2 separate regions of the Pan troglodytes genome follow, and region 2 is linked to region 1. The links are chromatin contacts, called in public HiChIP or PLAC-seq maps. All regions are on one chromosome and are shown on one strand. The core of a region is the stretch at or near the end of the contact, and the rest is flanking DNA. Distances in the headings are between cores, read along the strand shown.

Region 1 (4,766 bases), core at 240-2,739:
TTTGGGGCCGGGCGCAGAGTCTCACGCCTGTAATCCCGGCACTTTGGGAGGCTGAGGCAGGCAGATCCCGAGGTCAGGAGATCGAGACCATCCCGGCCAACAGGGTGAAACCCAGTCTCTACTAAAAATACAAAAATTAACTGGGCCTGCTGGCGCGCGCCAGCTACTCGGGAGGCTGAGGCAGGAGAATCGCTTAAACCCAGGAAGCGGAGGCTGCAGTGAGCCGAGATCGCACTACTGCACTCCAGCCTGGCGACAGAGCGGGACTCCGTTAAAACAAACAACAAAAAAAGATACAGCATTTGAGCCGGGAGCGGTGGCTCACGCCTGTAATCCCAGCACTTTCGTAGGCTGAGGTGGGTTGATCACTTGAGGTCAGGAGTTCGAGACCAGCCTGGCCAACTTGGTGAAACCCGTCTCTACTAAAAATACAAAAATTAGCTGAGCATCCTGGTGCGCGCCTGTAATCCCAGCTACTCCGGAGGCCGAGGAGGGAGAATCGGTTGAACCCGGGAGGCGGAGGTTCCAGTGGGCCCAGATTGCGCCACTGCACTCCAGCCTGACGACACAGCGAGACTCCGTCTCAAAAAAAATAAAAAATAAAAAAAATTAGAGGTTGAAAGCATCAAGTTTTGAATGCACAATAGCTTGGCAGAAAAACTTTCACTTGAAAATTTGATGAGCAACTCCTGGAACCTTCACCGAGCAATTTTTGAAATATACCGAGTTTTGCCAGAAAACTCGTTTTTAACTCAAATAAGGAGCCAGGAGAAATAGTCTGCTTACTCATGCTTACACATTTTGGGAAAAATTACTTGTATACCAGTGTCTGACTCATTCCTCCAACTCTGAAAGGTCTGATGAGGACTTAGCCTCTCGGACTTCGTGAGGTGGCTAATTTACGGTTTATTCCTGGCCTTCCTACCTCCTCAGAAAAGCCAACTAGCAGGGCTCCACAGCAGGACCGGCCGGCGACCATGTAATGGAACAGGAGCGCAGAAAGAAAGGGGGGCGGACTACGAAAAGTCATCAAGGACCACACAAGCTTTAATACAAAGATTACACAATGAGCGCGGGAAGCGGCACACAATATGTAGCTCTGGAAACGCACACTCTCTGACACCTCAAAGTTTTAGGGACTTGGATGGCTGCAGAAAAATATTGGCAAAGGGATTTTCTGGGGAGGCAGGAAGAAAACGGCCGCCCTGCGAGGCGACGACCAGGCGCGGGGGACTAAGGGACCGCTGGACCCACGCCCAGGCCGGGTCGGCGGGGTCGGCAATCCTCAAGGGGGAAATGGGGTCCGAGGCACGCCCCAGGCAGCGGGCCCCGCTCTTCGGCAGCTCCACTCACCAGGAACTGGAGCATGATGTCGGTGGGGAGGGCGAGGAGGGCGCGAAGGACTGCAGCACCAGCTCCGCGGGTCGGTCCGAGCCTACCTCCCCATGCGCGGGGGGGCGGAACCCCTCGTCGACTTCCGGGTCACGCCACGCCCCGCCCCGCTCCTCCCACTCAGCCCGCGCCCGGAAACGACTCGCAGTGTCGCAGCGCCCAGGTTCCCCCTGGCGGAGCGCGTTGGCCTCACCGCCTGAACCGGCGGGGCAGCGAGCGCGCGACAGGACTTGCGAAGAGCAAGTCCCGAGCCTGGCTGGGCATCCTTGAGCATCCCGCCTCTGTAAACCTGGGCCGAGGCCCAGGAATCTATATTATTCTCAGCACGCGGACTATTCTGATACACAGCCCAGTTTAGGGCTCTCTAACCTAGAAGGACGGCATGAGCAGCGGGTCCCATCCCTAGGTTCGCAGCTGAATCGTGGGGGCTTTTGCAGCATCCTCTACTTGGGCCCAGCTGGACTTTGCGGGGAGGAAAGGAGGCTTGTAGCTCTCAAAGCTCCGCAGGTGTGCTGTGTAATCAGCGTTGTGTAATCAGGTGTTGTGTAATCAAGGTAGAGGCTGGGTGCTTAAGAAGCTCGGATGTTGGGCTTTGGAGTCTAGTGATACCGTATGGGGCCCATGCTGCCGTGTGCCGCACGCCAGTCACTGAGATGATGAGTTTTGTAGCAGAGAAAAGGTTTATTCACCAGGCAGCCAGCCGAGGAGACGGGAGAACAGATCTCAAATCTGCCTCCCCAAAGATGGGTTTTAGGGATATTTATGGGATAGAGGAGCAGGGTGGTCTGAGGTGTGGGGAAAGGCGGTTGAAGGTAAGGAAAAGTTTGGCAATGGGTTATCTGCGCGAGGTAGTCAAGCTTCATGGCTCTTCATAGGATACATGGTCACAAAATGACATCCTTAGCATGATCTGAGTGTGGAGGTTTTGGCCCTCTAATGTCAGAAGGACACCCATCGGGCTTTCATGCAGGCCCAGTTGAGAGGTTGGTGGTTTAAACTGTACAAGAACTGACCCCAACTTCCTGAAAAACAAGAAACCTTTATCAAGCAACCCAGATGTCAGAGATGTTATCCATAAGGAAGCTAGTGGGAGCTTAGATATATATTGTTTAGCTCTGTGACTTTAGCTATGTGGGTTTTTTAATCCACTAAAAGCGGGTGACTAAAAACAAGTGAGAGAAGTTGCATTTGGCAGGCCTCATCAGGTTGGCCCTCAGTTTCACTGGCTTAGCTGGGTTTCTTGCCTGGGATGGCCATAGGTCCTGTTGACAATTTGTATCATCGCCACAAAGAGTCTGTTCTGTCAGTCTTCCGGTCTGTGTATGTGTGTGTTTTTTTCTCTCTTTCTCTTTTAAAGAATTTATCTTAAGCCTATTATACCACACAGTATGTTTTAAACACTAACTCCCTAATAAGATATATAACTCCCTAATAAGATAAAGCAAAGACAAAAAAAGTTCATCTTATTAGAAACAAGATACACCATCCCTTATTGTCTTCAAACATTATTGCACTTTAATTTTCATAATTTGACAAAGCATTCATGAAACAATCTGCAGACTAGTTTTAACAGACAAATAACACCTGTAAGCAGACATGACTGTCCTAAATTGTTTATTAGGTACGAATTTTACAAACTTTTTTTTTTTTTTTGAGACGGAGTCTCGCTCTGTCACCCAGGCTGGAGTGCAGTGGCGCAGTCTCGGCTCACTGCAAGCTCCGCCTCCCGGGTTCACGTCATTCTCCTGCCTCAGCTTCCCGAGTAGCTGGGACTACAGGCGCCCGCCACCACGCCCGGCTAATTTTCTGTATTTTTAGTAGAGACGAGGTTTCAACGTGTTAGCCAGGATGGTCTCGATCTCCTGACCTTGTGATCCGCCCGCCTCGGCCTCCCAAAGTGCTGGGATTACAGGCGTAAGCCACCGCGCCTGGCCCAAACTTTACTTATATTAGTGGTAACGGTGGAGCTGGAGAGTATCACGCCTTCTCCAAGCTGCCCAGCAAGAACCATCAATAGTGTGGTGGAACTTATGGCACTTTCCAAGGCCACAGCTCCTTTGGCTGCAGATGTCAGCCCACACATCTCCCTCTGCTTGTGGACTGGTTTGGTGATCGACTGGGTGTCAGGATTTCTTCTGATAACTTCATAGAATGGATCAATGAGGACAACCTCAAAAAATCTGTATGTGGAATCTTCACCAACCCAGTAAGAATTCAGGACTCTTAGAGCCCCACAGTTGTGTCCAACTCGCTCCTCTGCAATGGACTGAAGGCTTCGAGCAAACTTCAGCTGGTTAACACCATGATGGACAGGCTTGCCATAAGTTGCACCCTTAGGAACTAGGCATTTTCGGCCACCATGGTGAACATGAATCCTATATATAATGTAACCTTGCTTGGCCTTGTAGCCCAGCTGGCGTGCTTTATCAGGCCAGGTGGGGCAGGGAGCCCCGTGGACAGCAGATAGCTGGCAGTACTGCCAGCAGCGGACCCTCAGAAGAAAGCGCATGACATCAGACTGCTTCTTCCTCCATTGCTCCTGGATGTACTTGTATGCATCCATTTTGGCTTACCTGATGGCTGCTGCCAGACAGAAAGGAAAGAGCCTTACTCCCCCTGGTCTGTGTTTTAACATTAATGCTGATCAGTTGTTGCATTTAAACTGCAAAGGAGAGGGGATATAACGAGGCATGTCTGACCTCCCGTACCATCATGTCTGGGAACTCAGTTTTAAGGTCTTTCTGGAGTCCCTTTGGCCAAAAAGAGGGTCTGTTCAATCAATGGAAGGAATTTAGGATGTTTAGTTTACCTAGGGAATAGGAAAGCTATAGGAATCTAAGCAACATTTCCTATTTCTGCTTTTCTCCAAACATCTCTCATTGTTCTCTCTGTCTTCCCCCACCCACTTCCTGGTTTTTCTGCTTTCCAGCATATTGCCACAGCAACCGACCTGGGTTTATTTATTAAATGGCTAACCAATAGAGACACTCTGTGGTTAGCCATTTGTATTAGTCTGTTTTCGCACTGCTATAAAGAACTCCCTAAGACTGGGTAATTTGTAGAGGATAGGCGTTTAACTGACAATTCTGCATGGCTGGGGAGGCCTCGGCATACTTAAAATCATGGTGGAACGCTAAAGGGAAGCAAGGAATATCTCACATGGTAGCAGGAGAGAAAAAGGGAGGGGGGAGCTGCCAAACACTTTTAAACCATCAGATCTCTTGAGAACTCACTCACTATCAAGAGAACAACAGCATGGGGGAAACTGCCCCCGTGATCCAATCACCTCCCGCCAGGTCCCTCCCTGGACACGTCGGGGCTACAGGGATTACAATTGGAGATGAGATTTGGGAGGGGCCACAGAGCCAAACCAT
Region 2 (5,179 bases), core at 892-3,391, 310 kb before region 1:
TATCAAGTAGTTAGGATTTTAACCTACCTGCAATAGGAAGCCTTTGAAAGGTCTTAGGACAACAAGCGCATGTTTAAGTTTTAAAAGAGTAACTCCCAAAGTGGGGAATTATCTAGAAAAGGATGAGTGAAAATAGGACACCAACAGGGAGGCTATCATAGCACATAGCATCATAGCAGTGTAGACAAGAGATGACAGTGGCAGGGATGGGGGGATATGTGAGGGTGCAGGGAGTAGTAATAGTGAAGATGGCAAGAAATGAACAAATTTAAGACATATTTTGAAATATTTACTGATGGATTGAATAAGAGAAAAGTTGAGAATGGGAAGAGTGATTATGACTCCCATGTTTCTGGTTTTAGTGATGGGGTGGTTGGCCGCGCCATTTACAGAGATATGTGGGGGACAACTAGGTTTAACATCTACAGGAGACCAGATCCTATTCTGGACATGTTAAGTTTGAGAAATCCAAATGAGTAAGAAGTTAAATACAAGAATAGATTATATAGGAAAAGTCTAGTTAAAGATTTTTTTTTTTAGATGATCTTGCTCTGTCACCCAGGCTGGAATGCAGTGGTGCCATCATAGCTTACTGTGGCCTCAAACTCCAGGGCTCAAGTAATCCTCCTGCCTCAGCTTCCCAAGTAGCTGGGAAGGCAGAAGTCCGCCACTGCACCCAACTAATTTTTTTAATCTTTGTGTTTTGTAGAGATGGTGTCTCATTTTGTTGCCCTGGCTGGTCTCCAACTCCTGGCTTCAAGCGATCTTCCAGCCTTGTCCTCCCAAAGTGCTAGGATTACAGGCATGAGCCACTGCACCCGGCCAAAGATATAAATCAAGAGCTCTCAGCATGATGTAACTCAGAAATCCACAGGTGGGAGTGTGTTGGAGAAGAGATGGAGATTCTAGGACTTGCCTAACAAATTCCCCCTTGAGATTTGTTTCCAGAAATCGTATCACTATTGGGTATGTGGACTTGTATTTCTAATTATCAGGGAGTAAAATTAACAAATGACAATCTAGGTAGATGTTAATATTTGGAGGGATTTCTTCTGATTTGAAACCCATTTGCTATTCTACTCTAAATGATAGCAAAAAAAAAAATACATTTCCAAACACTATTGACATCCCCATTTTACACATGTGGAAAACTGAAGCAGAAGGGGGTTCAGTAACTTGCCCAAGAAGACACAAAATTAGCAAGAAGTGGGACCTGTATCGCAAACTAAACAATTTGGCTCCAGAGTCTGTTTGGAACCCCTACACTGTATGGCAATGGTGGTAAAGTAGCTTAGTTAATGTGTTTAGTGGGTTACAAATAATAGATTATATATATGAGTTTTATATATAGTAATAGTTATATATGTATATATATTATACGTATATTTCTAGCTCCAATAAGAGCTTTTATTGGATCTATGTTCATCTGCGCATGCCTGGATCATTAGGGTTGTGAGGAACAATTCAAGTGGTAGCTGTGCACTATGGCATTACAACTAAACCCTAGGAAGAACAGAACTGACTTCACCAGAACAGTCCTGAAGTTTCAAACCATTAAAAACAAACAGTAAATTTAAAAAACGCAAATTGTACTAGACAGTTTGGTTTGCTCCACTTTACGGCATCAAACTGAATGCCTGGACGTCATTTGCTGGTCAGGAAGATGAGTTAATTTTTTTTTCCTGCCACACACTTAAGTTTTTTGCTCCAGGGAACATTATATATAGTGTTAACATACTCAATTTACATTGTAGTTTTACTGTTGAAGATTTCCTGGAGGGCAGGAATGGCGTTATTCCATCGTTTTTAGCCCAGTCAGACTGGATGACGGAGAGAGGGAGGGTGAAAAGGAGGGAGGGAAGGGGAAAAGGCAAGGAAGAAGGAATTCAAATTAAACACTCTTCCTATACATTTTTAGAAGCTGAGCAAGATGCCCTCCAAGATTATGTTTTTTAAAAAGTAAAGTTTTTCCCATTAATGGTGGTGCAGAAGCGTCCTAATCCCATCGAAAGTACTCTCACTCTTCCTCCATTCGCTGTCTTGAACTCCCCCGGGCCTCCTTCATTCAGCCTCCCAGTCCCGCCCACTTGTCTCCGGCTCCTACCCTCCACTCTAGCCTTCCCCGCAGCCTGTACATTGCGCATGCGCACTAGTGGCGTTCGCGCCGCGGACCCAGAGAGGGGCGTTCCGCGGAGGAGAAGAGGAAGAGGAAGTTGGGGGAGGGTCCTAGCGGGGAGTGAACCGGAAGTGTAAAGGTTCCTTCCTCTCCTCGGCCAGGCGGAACCTCTCTGCTGGGCCCGGTGGCCGCAAAAGAACTTTCTTTCTCCCGCCCGAACGGTCGCCGCGGCCAACTGCCTCGCCCGCCTGGCAGCCTAACCCTACTTCTCTTCTTCTCCTCTCCGGCTTCGCGCGGCCCTGCCTCCCTCTCGCCCGGCGGCATCCGCTTGCTGCTGCCACCGCCTCCTCATCTTCTGCCCGGCCAACCGGCCTGCCCCGCTGCAGTGATGTGCGACAAGGAGTTCATGTGGGCCCTGAAAAACGGAGACTTGGATGAGGTGAAAGACTATGTGGCCAAGGTAAGCGGGGATGAGAAGAGTAGGCGAGAACACGGAGGTGGGCTGGAGATGAGGCTGAGGAAGCTGATGGGAGCTGGACTGCGGGGATGGGGGTGGGCGGGAGGAGAGACTTCCTGGGTGGAGGCGGCACCAAGGAGAGAGGGGCGTCTAGGGAGGAGCTAAACTGAAAGAAGGGTCCAGGTAACTTGGTAGCGTTCTGTGTCAGGTAACTGCTGCGTTAATACAGTCAGGCGCTACCTGACTTCCTGGCCTCTTGGGGGAGGGGAGGAGTGGTGTCTGGCTCATCCAGAGTTTCTTCTGCGCACTGATCATTTGAGTTTGGCCCTCTTCTACACCAAAGTTACTTAAACCTTTCTTTGAATGAGGTAATTCTCCATCTTGGACTTACCCATTACTAAATGAAGTAACCTAAGTAATTAGGATCAGAGGAACATGTTTTTTAACGCTGGGCCTGGTGTGAAGTTAAAGAATTCATTGACCGTGAAAAGAGTACCGAAAATAGAAATAGTTAAAATTCTGAAACTGAGTATCACTTCACTGTGGTGTCTTAACTTTGGGTGTGGCCTTTTTCCTTTCCCCCACCACAACAAATACATATTTGCTTCAAGTGGTAAGGTTGTCAACTGGCATCTGGGAATGTTTAAGGTATCTGAATAGTTTTTAAACAAGCATGTTAACTTCAGTTATTCCGTTCTTCTACCTGATTTCACCTGAAATGCTTACATGTGTAGTAAATAGCAATGCAGTTTAGTGGCAGTGTATTTGGGGGGTAAAATCATGATGAAGAAAGACAAACTCAAACCTCAGCCCCAAATATAAAACTGAATCGACATTGTGGCAGAGTGGGAAACTTAAAATTCCAAGCTAGCCTGTCTTTCCATCCTGAAACTGTGCCTTTGTAATTATGAGAGAACTTAACATGTGATTTTAATTTAGTGATAATCTAAAATGAATCTTCCAAAACAAGTATAATTTTATGACAACCACGGATGGCATCTTGCTCACCTTCTAAAAGTGTGAGAACCCAGTCTAGATTTTAACTCTTCAAAGAATAGGACCTGACCTGGGTTTTTGCTTCAGAGGCTGTGTTAGGAAGCAAGTAAGCGAAGCAGTTTCTTAAAACTTACAGGATTGTGCAAGGCAAACTGCTGAAGGTTTTTACTTTATTTAATGCCATTACAATTTAGACTTTTTGGATGCTGCTTACCTGCTTAGTTTTTTGCAGTGGAGTTTTAGGACAGGCTGTCTTCTCGTCACTGCCTTCTCAGCTGGTAGCCAACTGAAACTTGACTTACTGGCTATTTCAATATAAAGCTAAAAGGTAGAAATTATTTGGTACACTTACCAGTGGTGGGACACCGCAGTACTCTGGAAGTAAGTGGGCTTTTGTTTTCCTGTCATAGTGGAACCTAGGTTGTTTGATATACTTGAAATACAACAAGTTGATTAAGTACTAACTGAACTTACAGCTACCAAAATAACACAATGTATTTAGTGTTTTCCTGACACATTATTTTATGTCATCCTTGTGAATACTGGGAAGTAAGTCCTATTATTGGTCCCATTTTACAGATTACTGAGATGCAGGATGCTTAAGAAAAGTTATGGAGATGGTAAATTGTGAAGCAAGAACTAAATTGCTGACTCCAAAACTGAAACTCTTTAACTGCTCCACGCACTATCTCTCAGTCTAAGATCTAATTGTGAAAGCGTATCATACCAAGATTTCTAGTAGGACATTCCCAGGGTCCACATTCAGGCAGGTAAATTGTGCCCAAAGAATTCTCAACTACACAAAAATATTTATATGAAAATATATGCCAATAAAGATGGATTAATTTATTTCCAATTAGTTTTATAATTAGGTTAGGTTATCATGTTCAATTTGATTATTTTCCCTATATTACTACCGTAGTCTGTTCTTCATTAATGTAAAAAATTTGCATAAGAGGGAGGGTAGACATTCAGAAAAAGCAAAAGGAAGTATTGAAAGTTGGACTATCCAAAAAGATATGACTGTAACTGTAATGTAATCTGATGTACAGAGCATTGAGCTTTATCCTTTCTTAGTTTTGAAGATTTCATAAAGTATCTTTCACTTTGTTAATGAGAAATAATAACAAGCACTGAGGTTTATACTGACTCAGCTCCCTTATGGTGCCCATTTATACTTTCAGGTCCTTATTACAGTTTCTTCTGCCCCACAGCTGTCTTCCCTGCTTATTTATTGACTCACATTTTTCATCTACCAATTTGTGAACACTCACTTTTTGAGTTTCTGTAATGTGCATCTATCTGAGTAGGTGTGTACAAAGAAAATACTAAAGAAACACTTAGACCTGTCTAGTCTTCATTCTCAGGGGTGAGAGTCTATTTTAAAAACTCTCCTCAACATTCCTGTGAAGATCTCTCATATTGTTAACCTAAGAATCTACCTGTAAGAGTAAGATAAGCATTTTAGTATTCCCCTCCTCCTCCTCTTTTTTTTTGGAAACAGGGTTTTTTTGTTTTTGTTTTTCTGAGACAGGGTCTTTGCTTTGTCGCCCAGGCTAGAGTGCAGTGTCGTGATCATAGCTCACTGTAACTTCAGACTCCTGGGCTCA

The links. HiChIP or PLAC-seq counts read pairs in DNA pulled down with a chosen protein or histone mark.
Region 2: a contact with region 1 is called in an H3K4me3 HiChIP or PLAC-seq map of stem cell-derived excitatory neurons, with 3 times the contacts expected there. The contact joins the promoter of MTPN here to the promoter of STMP1 in region 1. A contact is called at or near these places in 1 of 1 datasets of contacts at active chromatin or transcription factors (stem cell-derived excitatory neurons) and 1 of 1 other capture datasets (stem cell-derived neural stem cells).

The regions. Positions count from the first base shown.
Region 1 is chr6:151,030,753-151,035,518 of NHGRI_mPanTro3-v2.0_pri, reverse strand. STMP1 (short transmembrane mitochondrial protein 1) reads right to left here and starts at 1,489. Exons shown (of 3, transcript XM_003951155.6): 1 at 1,354-1,489. The coding sequence starts at 1,368. It also overlaps the pseudogene LOC134810574.
Region 2 is chr6:151,343,632-151,348,810 of NHGRI_mPanTro3-v2.0_pri, reverse strand. MTPN (myotrophin) reads left to right here and starts at 2,141. Exons shown (of 4, transcript XM_519405.6): 1 at 2,141-2,576. The coding sequence starts at 2,505.